2 separate regions of the Ovis aries genome follow, and region 1 is linked to region 2. Evidence: chromatin contacts called from public Hi-C data. All regions are on one chromosome and are shown on one strand. The core of a region is the stretch at or near the end of the contact, and the rest is flanking DNA. Distances in the headings are between cores, read along the strand shown. Region 1 holds the start of LOC121820716. Region 2 overlaps TBC1D16 (TBC1 domain family member 16).

The links. A called contact is a pair of places that touch in the nucleus more often than the background predicts.
Region 1: a Hi-C map of muscle shows a contact between it and region 2, with 2.6 times the contacts expected there. The contact joins the promoter of LOC121820716 here to the enhancer-like site in region 2. A contact is called at or near these places in 7 of 16 Hi-C or Micro-C datasets (blood, hypothalamus, liver and 3 more).

The regions. Positions count from the first base shown.
Region 1 is chr11:52,040,486-52,045,499 of ARS-UI_Ramb_v3.0, forward strand. LOC121820716 reads left to right here and starts at 3,139. Exons shown (of 3, transcript XM_042256829.2): 1 at 3,139-3,190; 2 at 3,360-5,014. The coding sequence starts at 3,139. The coding sequence ends at 4,324. It also overlaps the pseudogene LOC101121949.
Region 2 is chr11:51,926,315-51,931,734 of ARS-UI_Ramb_v3.0, forward strand. The region is part of intron 3 of TBC1D16 (TBC1 domain family member 16); the gene reads left to right. Among named protein-coding and RNA genes, the nearest start is that of TBC1D16, 37 kb to the left of the region's middle. Within about 2 kb of position 3,212, at least 8 of the 54 cell types and tissues checked have an H3K27ac peak or open chromatin away from gene starts, as enhancers often do. A contact at or near this core is called in muscle, where this site is marked.

The DNA of each region.
Region 1 (5,014 bases), core at 1,889-4,388, 110 kb after region 2:
GCAGTTGTATCAGCAGAATGTGTGGGAGAAAGCAATCTCCAGCTACTCCATGCACAGAATGGCTGTAGTTGGTTTTCAAAATTCTGAGAAAGACCTCCCTCTCTCCCACCGAGGTTTCTGCGGCAGCGTTTCTCTGGTCCTATGCAGTATTTCTTGGCTCCCATGGCATTTGTTTTGGTCTCCAGGCCAAAAAAGAAACCTATAATCCCTAATAAGTTTAAAAAGAAAAGGACCCTTTCTCTATATGGATCTTCTTTCATGAGACTCTGCTATTTCTTTGGAATCAAAGAAAACATCAGTGTCAAGCAAGGAGGTGGGGGTGGGAGGCACAGGTCCATTTCTGAACCTTTCGATCTGAATCCGTCAAAGAATACAAAATCACCCCATTATAATCATTACTGTCAAATCGCAGGCAATCAACTCACTGACACAGGCCAGATGGACATCCGGGAGGAATCCATAGAGCCAGAGCTGGTTCTGAGCCCTGCAGAACTGAACCCTTTAAATCAAAGAAGGAAAAAAAGGCAGCCCTTGTGTTTTTATTTCCTGGTGTTCCCTGTTACATTTACATGTTTGTTTGTTTGATTTTTTTCAGGAGCATCAGACAGAAACCTGCACTTCAAACCGAGGAGAAGTGGCCCAAGGATGCCTATAGATAGACAGCCACACGTGCAGACCAATGTTCTGAACTCCCCAGTGCCATCAACCCAAAGCCAACAACTGAGGCAACTGAACCCATCCACAGAGACAGCTGGTAGTTCCCATTCACCAACTCTCCCCAGAGACGCCATTCTTGACAGTTCTCCCAGAAGCAGGACCACAGTCTAGGAGCCCTGGGCGCTTTTGCCTTTTGGGACTCCTTTCTCCATTAAAAAAAACCAACAAAGTGTTAAAAATTATAGTTTATAATTGCATTGGTATAAAAATGAACACATTAATATTCTACATTAAAACATGTTCTTGAACTTAAGCTTTTTTCTTTCTTATTTTAAAAGAATTTAGATATACATACAGTGGAATATAATTCAGCCTTAAAAAGGGAGGAAATTCTGACACATACTAACAACATGGATGAATCTCAAAGACATTATGTTAAATGAAGTAAGCCAGACACAAAAGGACAAACACTGGATGATTACACTTACATAAAGAACAAAGCAACCGGAAGCTGCGGGCGAACCGATTGTCCTTGCGCGCGGAGCCGAGCGATCATGGTACCCCGAGTTCGGTCGCTGATGAGGTTCCTCATCAAGGGCAGTGTGGCTGGGGGTGCTGTCTACCTGGTGTACGACCAGGAGCTGCTGGGGTCCAGTGACAAGAGTCAGGCCGTCCTTCAGAAAGCCGAGGAGGTGGTCCCCAATGCCGTGTACCAGTTCAGCCAGTACGTGTGCTAGCAGACAGGCCTGAAGTTACCGCAGCTCCCAGCCCCTCCAAAGTTTAACTTTCACATCCGCGACTCTTGGAATTCAGGCATCATCACCATGATGTCAGCCCTGTCCGTGGCCCCCTCCAAGGCCTGGGAGTACTCCAAGGAGGGCTGGGAATACCTGAAGGAGCGAACCAAGTAGCCTGTCAGAGAAGCTCTCTGCCCCAGGTGGGAACAGGGGCAGGGGCGCCACAAACACCAGACTGGGACCCAACTGGGCAGCTCCTGGCCTTGCTGGCCCAATAAAGGACTTGGAAGTGTTTCTCAAAAAAAAAAAAAAAAAAAAGAACAAAGCAGTCAAATTCACAGAGACAGAAAGTAGAGTCGTGGTTGTCAGGGACTGGGGGGAACAGAGGAGGAGTTGTTGGTTAATGGTTCGAGTTCCAGTTTGTGAAGATGAACAGTTCTGGAGATGGATGGGGGTGATGGCTGCACAGCGATGTGAATATACTTAATGCCACAAAACACTTACAATGGTTAACATGTTACATTTTATGTTTTTACACATATACATAAATATATGTAGTATATTTTACCACAATTTTAGGGCTTCCCTAATGGCTCAGATGGCAAAGAATCTGTCTCCGGTGCAGGAGACCCGGATTTGATCCCTGGGTCTGGAAGATCCCCTGCAGAAGAGAATGGCTACCCATTCCAGTATTCTGGCCTGGAGAATCCCATGGACAGAGGAACCTGGCAGACTATAGTCCATGGGGTCGCAAAGTATAGGACATGACTGACTGACTAACACTAACTAAGTACAATTTTAAAACAACAAAAAGAAATTAGAATACTTTTGTGGACCCCTGAAAGTATTGTGGGCCCTGGCACTGAGCCTTCCCAGCCTTATAGAGAAGAGACCCTACCCAGAAGCACACAGCTGGCTGGCTTGTGTGGGCCCACTCATGCCCTTCATCAACCCCATATTCATATAGCCACCCTCCCCGTGTTCCTTCTTCCATCAGCCTAAGCCCAGAAAAAATGAAACACAGAACTTTATTTGGGACTTCAGTGGATAGAGATAATCAACACATTTCAATTCAGCTCCTGCCTTTCTCAAGGCTATTGTCTCCATCAGAGGAGAGGACCTGAGGTCCCTTCCTCCTTCCCAGGACATCCCTTGGGGTTTTATTCTCTTTCCCAGTCAGCAGCCAAGGGGAGTAGCCCTTACAGGGAAGTGTCAGGGCACTTTTAAGAGGTGGCATTTGTCAGCCAAGATAGCATTTTTTAAATTTTTACTGAACCTCAGTTTAAGGAAGAGAGTTCCTGGTGGGGTTTCTACTCTATCCCTTCACCACCCCCACCCCAGGTCCTACATGAAGCCAGCTGGCTCTCTGGGGAAATCTGCACTGTAATATCAGTTTACTTCTTATTGGCCCTTTGATAGCAGATCAGGGGCTTTGTGATGCTCTTGACCTGTGACTCCTTTAAAAACCTCAAATCGAAAAAAAAAAAGGATATATTCTCCTCCTGTCGACTTCTCTGTGAGTGAAAGGGCACTGAGCAAGGGGTCAGTTTGGGAAACAATGGCCTTGACTACTGAGTAGTGTTTAGTCCTGAGTGTGCGGGGGTGTTCCTAAAGCTTAAAGTCGTTCTGGGGCCGGTTGTTTCTGGTTGGGCAGGCAGCAGCCTCGCAGCCCAGCCGGAGTGAGGGGAAGGGGTGGGGCTGTGCCAGAAGCAGGGGGCGCGGGGCTCCTCTGCTCACCCCCTACATGAGACCCGCACTTCGCCCCACGTGTACATCTCCATCCCATTCCGGGGGAGGTGGGGCGATGCGGGCGGGGGGAACGGGGCGGAGGGCTGCCAGCTCCAGCAGGCCCCGGCTGCCAGCCAGCCCAAGGGGAGCCCGCCCCCTAGGGGAGGGCGTAGCAAGTGCAGGCTCCTCGGTGCCCCTGCCCCGGCCCCGCCCTGGCACCTGGAGCAGGCAGGTGAGGCCGCTGCCGGGGTCCCCCGGAACCGAAGGGGACTCCTTGGGGGTCCTCGGGGACAATCACAGAAAACGATCCTCCGGAAGAAGGTGGACAGGAGGACTTCTTGGACAAACCCGGGGGTTCTTTCTGGAGGTGGGGTCGCGGAGACACCCACCGTTTTCTACCAGGATTCAGGAGGGCGGGGCGAGGAGGAAGTGGACTAGGTGACCACGTCCGACGACCTTGTCGTCGGGAGTGGGGGTGGGGTGGGAACCCGGACGTGGAGAGACCAAGTTTCAGGACAGCCAGATTCAGCTCCGGAAGTGGCCAAAGCCGGCCCCGATACAGACAATACAGGATTTGGGTGGGGGGGTGCCCGAGGCGTTACCACCAGCCCCCAGTCCTTGGCCCCCGCAGCACAGGCAGAACCGTGCTCTGGCTGGGCCCTCCCGGCCGCCATCCCACGGTCACCGGATCCCTGAGCACCCCCTCCGTTCTCTCTTTGATCCTGCAGGGACACCCCCGCCCCAGGTGTCCAGCGGAGCTTGCAGCGCTCCGGCCCCTGGGGATCGATCGGCGAGCTGGCGACGCGCCGCCGCGGCTCCGGAGCCACCGCCCCCTCCCCCGCCCCGGCTACGCAGGACGCGGCCTCGGTGCAGCGTCCTGGCGGTTGCGGGCCGCGGCCGGACCCGGCTCCAGGCCAGCCACGAAGGCGGAGACCGACCGGCTCCTTCCGATCGCTCCGGCCTCGCCACTACAGGGTTGGCTGGGACGAAGAGGGGGAGGAGAGCGAGCCCAGCTTCCCCGGCCGCGGCGCTCGGCACCCCACCCCCGCTCCTCCTCCGTCGCCAACTACCCACTCCTGCGCGCGCTTAACCCTCAGCGCGCCGCGAGGCCGGGACGGGGGCGCGCACTGGGCTGGGGGGAGGGTGGGGTAGCAGTTACGCTTCGGCTGACTACTACTTCGGGGTGCGCCTGGAGATTTTAATTTTATTCCGAGGTTTGCTGCAGCAGCTCTTGGTTGGAAAAAGGAAAGAAAGAAATCTGCCGTGTGTGTGGGCCCCGCAGGGTTTGGGGGGCGCAACGAAAGCACCCGGGAGCAAAACGCAGGGGCAAGTGTGAGTGGGGAGAACCTCGTAGGCACAGGAGACCTGAGGGGAGTCCTTGGGCAAACGAACCCCAAATGAAGAACACACAGCGCACAGAGGCCGTTTTGTGTGCTCGGCGGCGGCGGCAGGCGGTGGAAGCTACACCAAAGATCATATTTGAAATATGGATCCTGGGGGCGCCTATCACCAGGCGGGCGGGAGCCCTGCGACCGAGCTTGGGATCGGGGCTGAGTGGGCTTCTCCTAGCGAACCTGGGAAGCTGCCCTGACGTTGGGAGGGGGTGGACCAGCCGACGTCGTAGAAAACGACGCGTTCCGCTTTGGCGCCGGCGACCCCCGCGTACCGCAATGCGGAGATGCGGCCCTGCGGCGGTCAATGTGGCCCCAAGGCTTGCCCCAAGGGGCCACGACCTTGCAGCGTGCCAGATCCGTTCCCCGACCGTTCACCTTGCCTGGCCCTCCCACCTGGAACCCCAGCTCCAGCTGTAGCCGAGCGGCTCTCTGCAGACGGACGCGGGGGCGTCAGGGGCTTCACCACCGAAATGAAAGCCGACCCTTGGCGGGCCGTGC
Region 2 (5,420 bases), core at 1,962-4,461:
ACACCCAATTTATCAATTGTTCCTCTTGTGACTCTTGCTTTTGTTGTCAAGTCTAAGAACTCTTGGCTTGTCCTGAATCCTAAAGATGATCTCCTATTATTTTCTAAAACTTTTGTCATTTTCATTCTACATTTAAGTCCATGACCCATGTGGAGTTAATTTCAGTATAAGGAATGAAATTTAGGGCAAGGTTTATCTTTCAGCCTGGGAATGTTTTGTTGCCCCAGAATCATTGAAACGGGGTACCTTCCTCCATGGAATTGCTTTTGCACTTTTGCCAAAAATCAGTTGATCATAAATGTGTGTATCTAATAGCTGAATTTTAATGAGTAAAAAAAGAGATATGTAAAATCAATTTGAATAATTACCCAGAATACCCCAAATATTACCATTTCAACGTGTGATCAATATTAAAAGTTAATGGAAGATGTTCAGTATTCTATCTTTGTACCTAGTCTTAGGGAATCTCGTGTGAACTCTAACCCTAGAGCACATCTCAGTTTTGTTTTGCTTTTTTAAAATTTACTTTTAGCTGTGCTGGGTCTGCGTTGCTACCCGGGCTTTTCTCTGGATGCAGAGAGCAGGGGCTACTCTAGCTGCAGCGTGCGGGTTTCTCTTGTGGAGTGTGGGATCTGGGTGCACGGACTTCCGTCACTGCAGCACGTGGGCTCAGTAGTTGTGGCTCCCAGGCTCTAGAGAACAGGCTCAGTAGCTGTGGCACGTGGGCTCAGCTGCTCCTCAGCATGTGTGATCTTCCTGGATCAAGGATCAAACCTGTGTCTCCTGCATTGGCAGGCGGATTCTTTACCACTGAGCCACCACATCTCAGTTTTAATTTGCCACATTTCAAGTGCTTGATGCCACGTGTGGCACAGGACCATGGAGTTGGCCAGCTCTAACCTCTACTGGTTGGTGTCCTGATATGGTTTTATTGTTTTTTGTTTTTTTTTTTTCCTAGTGTTCTCTGGCTAGCCCTCTTCCTTTGTCCTTGATGGCTGGGCAGCTTCTAGGGGGAGGTGTGATGAACATTCTGTTGCCCCTGCTTGGGGAAGGTTCTGTAGCCCTGACTTGGAGCAGAGATTCTGGAAGTCACCAGTGTTACCCAAGGAAGCAAGATTCCAAAAAGACAGGTACCTGGTGGAGCCCTTGCGTGGGTCGATCTTGAAATTATATTGTTGACTGTCCTCTCAAGGACTGTCAGCTCTCTAGAAAGCCAGCCTCTTTCTATTAAAGCTGTCAGGACAGGGTGGAAATAAGTGCATCAACCCTCCCAAAGTGAAAAGAAAGAAGTTCAGCCTCCAGGGGAGGCCACACTCCCGAGGGAATTGACAGTCCCACTGCAGGATGACTGTCGAAGGACAAGGAAATGAAACAGTTGTCAGCCTTTGCCCCTCAGCTCACAAACCACCACAGCCCCTCTGGGGGTCCTTGATGCAACCCTCACTGATTTGTTGCAGGGGGTAGTGGGGATGCTCTCCAGGGGGCTGTGTTGCTCTGACTGCACAGAGCCCCGCATGGGAGCAGGAAGTCAGAGGCCCTGGGGGCCCCGGCTCTTGCATCAGCAGCCCTGGCAGGGCCTCTGCAGGGCCCACACGAGCTTCTGAGAGCTTTGAGCATAAGGTCACAAAATAATGACATGGCAGTGTCTCCCGGGTGAGCCATCCTCTGTCTTTGGGGAACCCCCTCAACTTGGCTGTTGCAATGTAACCCAATACCTGATGAAATCCTCCCCCAAAGCAAGAGGGAGGTGACCAATGACCTTTGTCATTTGATGGGAACGTTCCTGTATCCTCTGCTGTTTGCCTTAATGTTCATTCCCAGCAAAGTAAACAAAGCATTTTTACTTGGATTTTCTGTTCAATTCAACCAGTGTTCCCTAAATGCCTGTGGTATGCTGGGGAGAAAGGGCTCCTGGTGGCCCCTCCACCATATCCAGAATGTGCTTCCTTGCTTCGGAAATCTGTTTTGGGAACCTGAGAGTGTAGTTTCCCTGACAATCTAACAGCCGAAGCCAAGCCACACTGGTCATCGCAGAAACGCTTGCCCTTTGAAAGTCATGGGCGAGTGGAAGCAGCCTGAACCCTGGTGCCAGCAGGTGGCCTCGAGTAAATTCCTGACCTTCCTGGGCGGCAGGCAGTGACACAGATGGTCCCTAAGTGTGGCCACCCTGGAGCTGAGCCCTGGGCCCCCTCCCAGCTCTGCCCAGCTCTGTGCCCTCACATGTCTCCATCCTCATTGCCTCACCTTTTACCCCAAACAGTGACCGCCCTTGCCCACCAGACCATCACAGGCGAGTGGCTCCTAAGTGCCCTGGAGGTCCCCAGGAGGAGATGTCGAGACGAGCCTTCAGGTTTAGATGGCCACATGCTTCTTCTGTTACATTTTATTTGATGGTTTCCAAGATGGGGCGCAAATCCTCTAAAGTTGGGAAGGGGCTTTCCTGAGAGGCTTTGGGGACAACAAAGGTGCTTGCCAGGGTCGGGGTAGCAAGGGGCTAAGAAGCCAGAAGTGGAAATGTTCTGAAAGGAGGGAGGGTGGCTGTCTCATGGGTCACAGAAAGGGAGACCCGCACACGTCTGGAAAGGAGAGGGAGGGAAGGAGACCTGGGACCCAGCAAAGGGGCATAGATGTGGTCTCTCCCTGGAGCCCCAGGGCTGGCAGTTAGGGCCGGACCCTGTAGATGGTAAGACATCAGGATCTGTCTTGCTTCTGTAAATATTTAAACACTGGGAGGATTATTTTTGGTAGCTACAGTCTCTCTCCGAGCCTGGCGGGCTGCCGGGCTGCTGGGAAGGGTGTCGAGTGACAGCGGGCTCTCTGCACGCTCCCCTGCGCTCCGCGTGCTCATGGGCACAACGGCCAAAACTTAAACTGGGTCACGGTTCTCCTTTCTGGGAGAGCCTGACCAGGCACGGGCTCATAGGCTTTCATGTCCGGGGTAAGACCAATGTGACCAACACGGATGTCAAGTCTCCGAAGTTTCCCTGATGGTAATTGAAAGTGACAGTGCCTTGAGCTTCCAAACCGCGAGCAGTGAAGTAGTAGGGCCAGCCGCCCGGCCAGGCACCCCCTAGGGAGGTGGCCACGCTCCACCAGACCCACCTGGGGTGAAAGGACTCATTGTGTGTCCCCGCAGAGCACGAGGGGCTGTAGAGAGCCGTCTTTGTCGCGTCCACGGGGCTGACGTGCAGAGGAGCCTGCTCCTGTGGCGGGCGTGGATGTGGGGTGCCGAAGTCCACCGGGGCCCAGCTCTCTGGGAGCGGTGGCCAGTTTCCCCCGGCCCCAGCATCAAATCTGATGGGCATCATGGCCCTGCTTCTTCCCTATGGAACACGAGGCTGGCATACACCCTCCCTTGAAACTCCATTTTCCTGGAGGTGGCACTTCAGCTGTGGAGGGCTCTGTGTGTGCCCAGCAGATGGCAGGCTTCCCCCAGATCAGCCAGGGGTGTGCCCTGCCCGCTGAGCCTGCCTCGCCTCCCACCCAGAGAGGAAGTTCCATCTGCCCTTTGTTGCTCACCTGTTCCCCCTCCCATCTCACTGCCTGTTCCCGAGGGGCTGCCTGGATATGTGCTGCTGAGGAGGGGGACACAAGCTCAGGCCCAAGCCAGACTCCCTTGACTGTGGGGCCGCCAGACATGCCTTTCCTGGGTCCCATCCCTATTTTCAGCCAGCCTCCATCTCCCTGCCGACTTTCCACTTCCTCTCTTGGGGGTCTGATAGGTGGAGAGTTGCCAGCATGGTGCCCCACACCACCCTCAGCCTTGTGCCATCCACTGCCCCCCCAGAGACCAGATGGTTAGACAGACTTGGCCTCTGGCCCCAGATCAGAGACACACGGCCAACATTAGACCTGGGATGCCAGGCAGCGGTCATCCCGGGATGCAGACTGCTTTCTGTCCTTCTCACTGCCCCTGTGGACATGCTGACCCCTGCCACAGCCCAGCTGAGTCTCAAGGGTGGCCTTGTTTGGGATTTACTTTGTTGGATACTCTCTCTTTAAAAAAAAAAGTTAATGGTTTTTATATAAACAATATTTAGTTAATACAGATGTGTTAGATATAAAGGAGTGGTACCCCAAGGAATTGAAAGCAGGGACTCAAAGAGTTATTTACACACATCTTCCATGACTTTTAAGAACCAACTTTTTCAGATTAGCCATAAGGCTGTGTCGATTGTTCCTCACCCCAACATTGGTCTGGAACTCCAGTCACGCTGCTGTGGCCCGGGACTGCTGGCTGCGGGCACCTCTGCACCAGCTCTGGTGCAGCAACCGTGCACCTCTGTCTGGTTTGGAAGGAAGGGCCGGCAAAGCTAGCCGTGGCACCAAGGCCAGGGGTCTCCTCCTGGTGAACAGGGCCTGAGACTGATCACCACACACACTTCCCTGTAACAGGGACCTACGCCTGCTCTCAACACAGCTTGTTCAACCCAGATCTAAGGCGGTTGAAAATCAAATCCAGTTTTAGGCCCTGAAAGCAGGTTCTTCAGAGACTCCGGTGGGCGGGGAAAATTGGAGGAAGCTCTGGGAGGCTTGTCAGATCAGGAGATACTGCTGCCCCAGCCTTTTCCAGAACTTAGAAAGCTAGACTCTCCCTGTTGTCTTCTGGGAACTGGGAAAATGAACACACCCTTCTGAGTGCCTGGCACTGAAGGGAGGGTACCTAAACAGGACCCTGAGTCCCTGGCCCATACCCCCCATCCCAGAGGATGGGAATTGACACTGGGAATCCAGGAGGGGGCCTCAGGGAGGGACTAACTGGGCATGCCAGCCATGAGGGTCCCCCTGCCTGCCCCCAGGAATCTCTGCCAGTAACCTGTGGTGAGATTGGCCAGGGCCAGTGTTTATACCCCTCCTCTTGGGCTTCCCTGGTAGCTCAGACAGTAAAGAATCTGCCTGCAATTCAGGAGACTTGCGTTCAATCCCTGGATTGGGAAGATCCCCTGGAGAAGGAAATGGCTATCCACTCCAGTATTCTTGCCTGGAAAATTCCATGGACAGAGGAGCCTGGCAGGCTACCATCCACGTGGTCAAAAAGAATCGGACACGATTGAGCGACTAATATTACTTTCTTATAACAAAAGCACTGGTTTTTCTATTGATGAAGCTTCTAGAGTCCTCCCAGCCTGCAGCAAAGCAAAAGGCAGCTCAGGTCACAGGCAAAATGAGCGAGGGTCACTGGGGAGGTGGGCCTGGCTTGTGGGAACTGGGCTGGTAAAGCCGGCCTGCTTTCCTCTCCCTGCCTCCCTTTAGCCTGCTGGGCCCTGAGGGCCAGCTACTATAGAAGCCCATAGCCCACTCCTTCTTGCCCTGGGGCCAAGTAGCAGGAGGTGGCGTACCTGTGGGGACAGGTCCCCAGGCCAATGCCAACTGGACTGCTGCAGAAGGCATGCCTGCCTTCTCAGAGGAACCATACACAA